2 separate regions of the Mus musculus genome follow, and region 1 is linked to region 2. A link is a contact called in public promoter capture Hi-C data. All regions are on one chromosome and are shown on one strand. The core of a region is the stretch at or near the end of the contact, and the rest is flanking DNA. Distances in the headings are between cores, read along the strand shown.

What was found. Capture Hi-C pulls out chosen DNA fragments and counts their contacts.
Region 1: a promoter capture Hi-C map of adipose tissue shows a contact between it and region 2. The contact joins two enhancer-like sites. A contact is called at or near these places in 2 of 115 datasets of contacts at active chromatin or transcription factors (embryonic stem cells and pancreatic cancer cells) and 4 of 9 other capture datasets (adipose tissue, embryonic stem cells, liver and 1 more).

The regions. Positions count from the first base shown.
Region 1 is chr9:44,705,684-44,711,196 of GRCm38.p6, reverse strand. It overlaps Phldb1 (pleckstrin homology like domain, family B, member 1), which reads left to right. Exons shown (of 22, transcript NM_153537.4): 8 at 1-49; 9 at 137-274; 10 at 3,157-3,312. Among named protein-coding and RNA genes, the nearest start is that of Phldb1, 27 kb to the left of the region's middle. Within about 2 kb of position 1,431, at least 126 of the 459 cell types and tissues checked have an H3K27ac peak or open chromatin away from gene starts, as enhancers often do. A contact at or near this core is called in adipose tissue, where this site is marked.
Region 2 is chr9:44,576,132-44,581,020 of GRCm38.p6, reverse strand. No RefSeq gene overlaps it. Among named protein-coding and RNA genes, the nearest start is that of Ddx6, 26 kb to the left of the region's middle. Within about 2 kb of position 1,485, at least 73 of the 459 cell types and tissues checked have an H3K27ac peak or open chromatin away from gene starts, as enhancers often do. A contact at or near this core is called in adipose tissue, where this site is marked.

The sequences.
Region 1 (5,513 bases), core at 182-2,681, 130 kb before region 2:
GATCCGAGTGAAGGAGCTGGAACAGCAGCTGCAGGAGGCAGCCCGAGAGGTGACCTGGCCGGGAGGTGTGCAGGCCCTGGGATGGGGCCTCACCCTTGGGTCCCAGCCTTGACAGAATGCTGATACCCTTGTCTAGGCCGAGATGGAGAGAGCACTGCTGCAGGGGGAGCGGGAGGCAGAGCGAGCCTCGCTGCAGAAGGAACAAAGGGCGGTGGACCAGCTGCAGGAGAAGTTGGTGGCCTTGGAGACAGGCATCCAGAAGGACAGGGACAAGGTAACCCATACCTGACTACCAGTGGCCCAGAAGGAAGGCAGTATCCCTTCCCTGGCGATGCACATCCCTCAGCATCCGTCCTGCAATCCGAGTGGTCTCTGTAGCCCTCTAGGGACAGGGGCCCTTGTACTCTGTGGAAGATACAAGCTTGGATGGTACTGCCGGGGGCTGGTCTGGTGTTTGGGGGTCTAGATCTCTGTGCTGCCTCTGGTTGCCTGGGTGCCTGCCGTTCTGGAACCTGTGTGGTCCTTCTAGGAAGTGCCAAAGCCCTTTCTTGGGCACTGAGCACAGCCTGAAGGACTGGTGCTGCTGGGATGGGGGGCATGACTCGGGTTTGGAGCCCACCATGAGGAGAAAGCTCCCTCCAGCATGCCTCAGGTGCTTAGGATGTGGTCTTTGGGAGATGGCCCACAGGCCTCTGTTTCCTATCATCAGGATCTGCAGCCTCCCATCCCAGATGGTCCCAGCCCTGCCCCTGACCCTTTCAGATTGAGTGCCAGTCTTCAGGGGCTGCTCCATCCCACGGGGGTTGTGCCAGCCATGTCCAAGATGCCCAACGGCGTGCCAAAAGCTCTGAAGTGGAGAGGGTTCATCTATTTCTGGATTTGACAGTATTTTTCTAAGAGGTTTAATTTTTCCTTCTGGATTATTTTTGAGACTTATCTTCCTCTTGCTCTCAATTTTGAGGATCTTAAAAATTCGTTGCTGCCCCCTTTTTATAAATGGAGCTTTGGCTCTGGCCCCCAAAACCACACTCCCAGATTCTGTGCCAGATTAACCCTATGCTTGCCGACCAGGCCTGCACTAACGCCCCCTCTAATCACTGTCCTGGGCTCTTCGCATGCCCCTAACTGCCAGGCCGCCCAGGCAGGGCTGACTTAGGCCAGCTTTACTAACTCCATGGGTACCTTTGTGCCCTTGGCCTCTCCCCTCTAATGTTGCCTTCTTTTCTTGGTGTGGGTCCCCATTATCAGAAGGGAACTGGCAGAAAGGCACAGCTAAATTTTGCTTAGTGGAACACTGACAGGAGGAGTATAAGAGTGTGTGTGTGTGTGTGTGTGTGTGTGTTTTGCGGGGAGATGTGCATGACCAAGGAGATGTTCTGCCCAAACAGCGCCTCCTACTGGAAAGGTCTGGGCTTTGCCTCCATAATGTTGCCTGTTTACTGAAGGGCAGGGATTGGAGGTGCAGTGAACTGTTTGTCCCTTCTGCTTAGCCCTCCAGAGCTGAGTAATAAGGAGGTCAGATGTGGGCACAGTCTTGGAGAGCTTGAAGAGGCCCTTTCTGAGTGGCTGGCTACCCATTCTTGCTTCCCTGAATTCAGATGTTCCTTTCCCTACCTCTACCCTGGAGGCCACCTAGAACACAGGATAATTTCAAGGCAGAAGCATCTAGACTTCAGGACTGGCTTGACCAAGGCCTTCCCTCCAGGATGGGTGGGTGAACTGGGCTGGTGCAGCACAGGGGAAAGGCATTCCACAAGCAGCTTGGCTAGCCTCACTTAGCTGAGATTGCTCCTAGGACTTTGCCTTCCCTCCGGTCCAGGTGTTTGAGGCGTGATAGTGAAGTGGTGGTGGTGGTGGTGGTGGTGGTGCTGATGCTGTTGGTGGTGTTGGGAAGGTTCTCTTGACTTTCCCGCCCAGCTTCCAGCCCATGGCCCCACTCTGGCTTTGGAATCAGTAATCACAGTGTCTCCTCTGCATGTCCTTCAGAGGGGTGACTCACCAACTCCTCCCTCGTCCCCCTTTCCGCCCTCAGAGGTGTCATCTCACCCCAGACAGAGCCATCCACCTCCTCCCTGTATCCACTCCTGGGGCTCCTATTACCATGGCAACGGGCCGAACTAATTGCAACCCTCATCCCTACTGAAGTTCAGCCTGCTTTGCTGGCACCCCACCTCCACCCTGGGCAGGAGGGGAGGGAGGCCATGGGGGTTGGGCTGGGGTCCCCTTGCTGCACTGCTGTAACTCTAACAACTTTAGCTCCACGTTTACTCCCCAGTCCTATATTTAACTCTTCCCACCATCCCCATTTTTCCCAGGGTTAAATTTTGGTCTCGGAACAGTGATAGAACTCAAGGCTTGGTACTTGCCTTCTTGCATCGGCTTTAACTTTAGTTTGAAGCGGAACCGGAAGGTCCCGTCTTAGGACCTTCCAAAACATTTCTAAAGGGACCAACATTTCCACCCTGCCCCCACACCTCTGCCTTTGTTACACCGTCCCCTGCCTGAGTCCCGTCTTAAACCTCTGTTTCTTCTCCTGCTCTCTTCCGTCTCGCTGCTTGCCCCCCAACTCCCGGTGTACTCCTGTGCTCGCCCCTGCCCCCCGCGCCGGGCCGGAGTTGAGGAGTGTGTGTTCTCTCTCCCCTGTGCCCCGCCTCCCTCCCCTCCCGCCGACCAGGAGAGGGCGGAGCTGGCCGCGGGACGGAGGCACCTGGAGGCCCGCCAGGCGCTCTACGCCGAGCTCCAGACGCAGCTCGATAACTGCCCCGAGTCAGTGCGGGAACAGTTACAGGAGCAGCTGAGAAGGGTCAGTTCCACCAGCCCCCTCCCCGGCCCCCGTGGGCCACCGCCCTGACCGAAGATAGGAGAGCGGTGGGACAGGACCACCTGGCCCCTGCAGTACTTGCCGGACAACAGGGTCGGTGCAGAGGCTTGGAAGGGGACCAGCAATGTTGGGTGGGATCAGTGCTCCAGATCGCGATGTCCCGCGAAAAGGGCTCAGCCAAAAAAGTAGAGGGAGTTGGGCGGTGGGGCCGGTTCCTTCCCCAGTTTCCCCGGGTCCAGCCCCACCTAACTCCTGACTTTGTGGCCTGGCCTTCCTGGCCCAGAGTGGCTTTGAGAGCATCCCCACACCCAAACACGATGTCACTGTCGTTGAAGGAGGCAGACGCTCTAGAGACTGAGACAAAGCTCTTTGAGGACCTGGAGTTCCAGCAGCTGGAGCGTGAGAGTCGCGTGGAGGAGGAGCGGGAGCTGGCCGGCCAAGGGCTGCTGCGGAGCAAGGCTGAGTTGCTGCGCAGTGTGAGCAAGAGGAAGGTGCGCACTGCTCACTCCTGCATAGCCTGAGTGCAGGATGGAGGCTAGTAACCAGGGGTTGAGTCACATTCTGTGAACGACACAAAAGACATCTTTTTGTGTCTCCGTTACTTAATGACTGTCAGTAAGAATGAGAACTATAGGGCTGGTGTGGAATTAATGTGGAAAGGCAGAAGAGCGGATGATGATGGCTCAGCAAGGAGAGTTAGTTTTACTAAACCCTGGCTCTCCGAAGTCTCTCAAGGGAAAGTGTAATTGCTCACACTGAGAGCTCTCAGTAGTGTGTCCAGGAAAAGAGTGTGGAGGAGGAGTCTGCAGCTGAGGTGCCTTGCTACTGCCCTTGAATGTCTTCTTATGGTGTTGGAGATCTAGCCCAGAGCCTTCTGAATGCTAAGCACATATCTGCCATTCAGCTATATCTCTGTCATTCCGCTTCATCTCTGTCCATGCCCTTCTAGAGCTGTTGGAGGTTCTGGGATACACTCAGAGACCTAAGATCTGGAGGCTAGCCTTGCTAGGAAGTTATCCACCTGGGTTCCTGCTTTGGTCCCACTCGGTCTATCTGCAAAGAGAGAAGATGGAGCATTGTCCCTGATCAGCTCAGATTTGCTAAAGCTGTAGTCTCAGCCACACCAAGCATAGACAGTGACAGAGGATGGGCCATGTGTTAGCATCGAGAAGCAGGAAAGGGTTAGGGGCGTGGCTTAGGTGATGCCAGAGTCTATGGCTAACACCAAGGCCCATATAACATGCAGTTTCCTGGCTTCAGTGTATGTGGAAGATAAGGACAGCGAAGTCTGGGCCGTAGGGTTCAAATGGAAGATGGGGACTTGCTGGCCAGCCTGGGGTTCGATGGTAAAATGGAGCCACTGGGTGTCATACATTCAGATCCTTTGTTTCCTTCCCTGAGCTGTTCTGCCATTTAAAAAAAAAAATGTGCCCTTGGGGACTGTAGAGATGGCTCGGTAGTTAAGAGCACTAGGGGCTTTTCCAAAGGACCCATATTTGATTCCCGTCATCCACTGGGTGGTTCACAATCATCTCTAACCCCAGTTCCAGGGGATCCAACACCTTTCCTGACCACCTCTGGCTGTCATAGTGTGTGCATGTGTATCTGGTACACAGTGCACAGATAAACATGCACACAAATACATGTAAAATAAAGTAAGTAATTGTATTTTTTTAAATGCACTCACTGTCCTGATAGAAGATGCAGGAAGGGAAGAAAACTCCCATTTCCCAGGCTCATGGTGCAGATCCTACTAGGACCATTCCCTGAGTTTCTTGTGCTATTCTTAGGGTATTGCCTAGTTTTACAGGTGACTCAGAAACTCCCTGTTTGCACAGAGCCTTTTGTCATACAAGCCTCAGAATCAGGGTAGGAACTCAAGCCTGCTAGAATTCACTAGGCTGCAAAGCCCAAGGCATTTCTGCTGTGCGACATGCGATCTGGATTGGCGTTTCTTCACTGTTCTTCCCCCTTGCTTGGAGAGGATACAACCAGTAGATCCAGATCAGCTACAGGTCCTTGAGGGTTCAGGAACTCTGTCTCTTCTCTTTGTGCCTGGCCTAGGGCTGGGAAGCCAGCTCAGGCTCTTAATGCCTGGACTGTGTGTGTGTGTGCATATATGCATATGTGTATGTGCATTGTGATATTCTTTCCTATACTGGTGAGCTTTGTCCGGCCCTTGTCCCTGCAGAAGTCCCCTGAAGCGAGTGTCTGTCCACTGTGGTTCAGAGCAGTTGAGAAAGCTGTCCTTCAGGTTTGGTTCTAGTCCTGAGTCCACCACTACTACCCAGCAAATCTTAGCTCCTAAACATGTCAGGGTTCTCCTCTCTAAAACAGGCGTAAAAGCACCCGCTGCATAAGGTTAGATGAAGTAATGGATAAAACTCTCAGGAGCACTTCCAGCCCTCCTGGAATGTTCCAAGTAAGCCGTGGCGGCTGCTGTGAGGATTCCTGTCTGCTGTTGCCGGTTGTTGTGTAGGCTAACTCTCAGGTTTAAGATAGCTCCCTTCTTCGTGCCTCCCCCTCCCGTGTGCTACTCCTAAGTGATGGTCGAAGATATCCTGAGATTAATTCAACATGTTTTGCTTACCTTTCATCTTTTCCTCTCAGAAATATTTTCATTTTCTTTTAGCAACGTGGTTGTTGAGCCAGGTCTGTGCTAAAGCCCTGTTGGGGTTCTGGAGACAGGAAT
Region 2 (4,889 bases), core at 236-2,735:
ACAGAGGTTCACCACGTGTGTGTCTGGTGCCTGCAGAAGCTAGAAAGAGTGTCAAATTCCCTGGAACTGGAGTTATGAATGGTTGTGAACCACATGTAGGTGCTGGGAACCAAACCTGGGTCCTTTGTAAGAGCAACAAGTGCCCTAACCAGAGCCATCATCTCTCATGATTGGTACACCTATTTTTAGAAGATTTGTTGTTATCTTTAATCATGTGCATGTGTGTATGCTGGGCGGTATCAGCTCCTCATGGACCTGAATTACAGACAGTTGGGAATCGCCACCCGCATATGGGTGCTGGGAACTAAATCTGGGTCCCCTGGAAGAGCAGTGTGTGCCTTCAACCACTATAGTGAGCATGAAGGTAGGTGCGTGTAGTTAGTATAACAAAAGTTATATTTTATTATGCTGAGGGTTCACACTCTGAACTCCTAACTAATGGTTTGAAGCCTATCTCCCCAAGGCTACTCACCGGTACGAGTTATCTTAGCTGAAGGTCAGGTCCAGTCTTTAACAGAAGTCTAAAGTCTCTAAGTCTTTGATTTGAGGGTCAGGACCCTGTTTGAGATTCTGTAGCCACAGGGTAGATCAAGGTGGCGTCTCTCTAGATGTGTAGAGCAGAATATTGCTCTCGATCTCTGCTTATATACTGTTGAATGGGTGTCACGGGTTCCAGGACTGTGTCTGGTTATCTTGGGTGAAGGATATCCCTGGGTTCTGGTTATCGGGTGCAGCCTTGGGTGGAGTGTTGGATCTTGTCTAAGCTATTTTTAGATGTCTGAAAGGCATTTTGTTTTTTACTACGTTCATTATCATTTCCCCAGCCCCTGCAATGCTTTTACATTCCCTGAAGAGGTTGAGAACTATTTCTGAGCCAGACATGGTGGAGTTCCCCTTTAATCCCAGTACCTGAGAGGTGGAGGCAGCCAGAACTCTGTAAGCTTGAGGCCAACCTGGTCTACGTAGTGAGTACAACTGGGACTACACAGAGAATCCATGTCTCAAGGGAAAAGAAAAAAGGGAGAAGAAGGAGGAGGAGGATGAGAGGGAGGAGGAGGGGGGAGGGGGAGGGGAAGGGAGGAGAAAGGGAAGGGGGAAGGGGGAAGAAGAAGAAGAAGAAGAAGAAGAAGAAGAAGAAGAAGAAGAAGAAGAAGAAGAAGAAGAAAGAAGAGGAGGAGGAGGAGGGGAAGGAGGAGAAGGAGAAGAGGAAGAGGAAGAGGAAGAAGAAGAAGTCTCTCTGAATAAAGGATATTTTTATTTCTGGGAGCAGATGTTTGTCAACATGGAGAATTCATTCTTCCTTCTTGTTGGGCTTTTACTTCCACTTTTGAGAGCCTGCCTGGATCAGAGAGCTGCAAGTCACAGCTGCTTCATTGCTGACATCAACACATCACTCTCAACTCCCGTTGAACTGCAGTCTCCTAATAGGGGATTTCGTATTTTCCCTTGGCCCCTCCCCCTTTTGGCGGCCCCTCCTCCTACACGCTACCACTAGGTTGCTTCCTGGTTCTCCTTTGCCTACAGAAAGCCCACACTACTGTTTGTTTTGCTTGAGATGGTGTCCCCCTTTTGGTAAGCTGGTCTTGATGTCATCGGCAAAAGTGCCCCTTGAGGAACTGGAATCACGTGTTTGCAGCACTGTGCCTGCCAGACTGCCAGGGACCACACAACTGAAGTACTTTTGGGACCCTCCCCGGTCTTTATATTTGTTTATTTACATTTTATTTATATTTGTTTATTTATCTTTATGTTTGTTTACTTACGTACTGCTTTTTTTTTTTTTGAGGGGCAGGGTATAAAACAGGGTCTTTTATATCCCAAGCTGGCTTCAGACGCTTTGTGTAGCTAAAATCACCCTGACCTCATCCTCCTGTCTCTGTCTCCCACATCACAGACCTGGTTTATTGGGTGCTGGGGATCAAACCTAGGACCACATGCCTTGTATGCAAGTGCTCTCCCAACCCAGCCCCAGGTCCAGCCCTGTAAAGTTAATGTCCTCACTCCCCACCAGAGTCTTCACTATTCTTTTCTATCTCTGCATCCTCAAGAACAGAGAGCAAGACTGCATCCACGAAGCTCCCGTAGAGCTGTGGACACGTCTGTTTCCCACGAGGAAGGAGTTTCCATCACAGCAGCTGCCTAGGGGAGGGAGCGTTAAAGATTTTGCTCTTCCATCCTTCTCCTGACTTCCAATTGACTGATTTGTTCAAAACTCTAAAAATATTTATTAAGGAGAAAGACGTACATGATCTGAAGAGAACCCAAAGTATAATCAAAGTATTTGCTGCCTGATGATGCCACACTAGACAAATGTGCCTAAGTCATTTTCCTGTTGTAATAATTATGACATGTGGTGTTGGAGCAATGGCCCAGTTGGCTTGCTTTACACTCATAAAGACCTGAATTTGGTGCTGGTGAGATAGCTCAGTGGGTAAGAGCACTCGACTGCTCTTCCAAAGGTCCGAAGTTCAAATCCCAGCAACCACATGGTGGCTCACAACCATCCATAATGAGATCTGACTCCCTCTTCTGGAGTGTCTGAAGACAGCTACAGTGTACTTACATATAATAAAAATAAATAAATCTTAAAAAAAAAAAAAGACCTGAATTTGATTCCTGAGGCCCACATAGAAGGCTAGACATTATGTCATGACCTTAGCCAGCCAGCACAGCCCAACTGTGAGCCCCAGGTCCCTCTGAGAGACTCTGTCTCAAAAAACAAGATGCAGGACGGCAAGAAAGCTCAGCAGAGGCTGGGCGTGGTGGCGCATGCCTTTCATCCCAGCACTTGGGAGGCAGAGGCAGGCGGATCTCTGAGTTCAAGGATAGCCTAGTCTACAGAGTGAGTTCCAGGACAGCCAGGGCTACACAGAGAAACCCTGTCTCATAAAACAAAAACAAAAACAAAAAAAAACAAAAGAAAGAAAGAAAGCTCAGCAGATAAAAGGCACTTACTTATTGCACAAACCTAGTGACCTGGGTTTTACCCCTGGAACCCACAATGGAAGGAGAGAACTTACTCACTTCTGTACCTGTGCCCTGTGCAGCACCCCATATATATATCATATACACAATAATAATAAGTATAATAAAAATATTAAAACAAAAAGAGAGCCAGGTGTGGTGGTGCACACCTTTAATCCCAGCACTCAGGAGGTAGCAGAAGGCTGATCTCTGTGGGTTTATGGTCATCCTGATCAGCAAAGAGAATTTCAGGCCAGCCAGAGCTACACAGTAAGACTCTGTCTCAACAAACAAACAAACAAACAAGCAAACAACTACAGGGCCTGTAGATAGAGTGTCAGTGATAGAGTACTTAACCAAAAAGGCCTGAGACCATAGGTTCAAATTCAGCACCACAAGAAGACAAAATACAACGGATTATAAAGGCAGGAAAAACAACGCTATTCTCCCGCTATTGAAGTTCTCCCTACCCAGTGACACCCTTCCTCCATCAAGTTCTACCTCTTAAGAATCCCACAACCAGGGGGCTGGTGAGATGGCTCAGCAGGTAAGAGCACCCGACTGTTCTTCCAAAGGTCCTGAGTTCAAGTCCCAGCAACCACATGGTGGCTCACAACCATCCGTAACAAGATCTGACTCCTTCTTCTGGTGCATCTGAAGACAGCTACAGTGTACTTATGTATAATAAATAAATAAATCTTAAAAAAAAAAAAGAATCCCACAACCTCTTCAAAGAAGACTGCCCAGAACCAAGTGTTCAGGTACAGGAGCCAGTGTGGGGACATTTCAAACCCAACATCAAGTGAGCGCTCTTACCTACTGAGCCAACTAGCTCCCAAGCCTCCCTTCCATTTACATTTTATAATAAACTTGCCTATTCTTACAGGAAGCTTTGCTGGTGCTTAGCTTTTATTCAAAAGCATTTTATTTTGGTACACTGTCACCAAAGAGTTCCAAACACTGGCTTTGCAAGTGTCCTTTAAACATCACTGTGATCCTAACCACATAAGAGGAAACTGAGGCACGGATAAATTAAACAACTGGGTTCATGTCACCTTGCTAGCAAGTGACAGAAGTAGGCTTTGTAGCAAGGTACAAATTTCTGACTCTAGAAAGTACACTTTTACCCTCCTTGCTACTTCACTTAGAAAATAATGATTTCAGTCAAGAAATTTTTGTCATTGTGCTATGGTGGCACATGCCTGTAATTCACACACATGGGAGACTGAGGCAGGAGAATCAGTAAAGAGATATCCTCAGCTACAGGTTAGGTCGGTTAGGGTTAGATGAGAACATGTCTCTAAAGGAAAAAAACAAAGCCATTCTGGAAGCCACAAATTATGGTGCATACATAACTCAGTCCAAGAACCATACCTCACTACCAGTGCCCCACGCGGAACAGAAATGGCATCAAGAAATCCAGATCATGAAGGTTTGAATCTTTCAAGAGGGTTGACCCCAAGCTCTTGAGGCAACCTTTGTGCTTTGCCAAGAAGACGAGGAAGGGCCTGAAGCAAATATCAACAATGCCAAGGCCTCGGGTGGCAGGCCAGACTGTTGTGGCAGGTACCTCAGGAAGTGATGTTCAAGATGCCAAAGCTGAAAGAAAAAAAAAAGGGAGAAAAAAAAAGCCGGGCGTGGTGGTGCACGCCTTTAATCCCAGCATTCGGGAGACAGAGGCAGGCGGATTTCTGAGTTTGAGGCCAGCTTGGTCTACAAAGTGAGATCCAGGACAGCCAGGGCTATACAGAGAAACCCTGTCTCGGAAAAAAAAAAAGTTGCCAAAGCTGCCAAAGTTCCAACCACAAGCCCTGCCAACTTGCTCTCCTTGCCCACAACAAGCTTGGGAAACTGATTTGTGGCTACATGGCCAAAGGCCACAGGCTCAGACACCTGAAGACCAAGGCTCAAGGCAAGACCCCTCT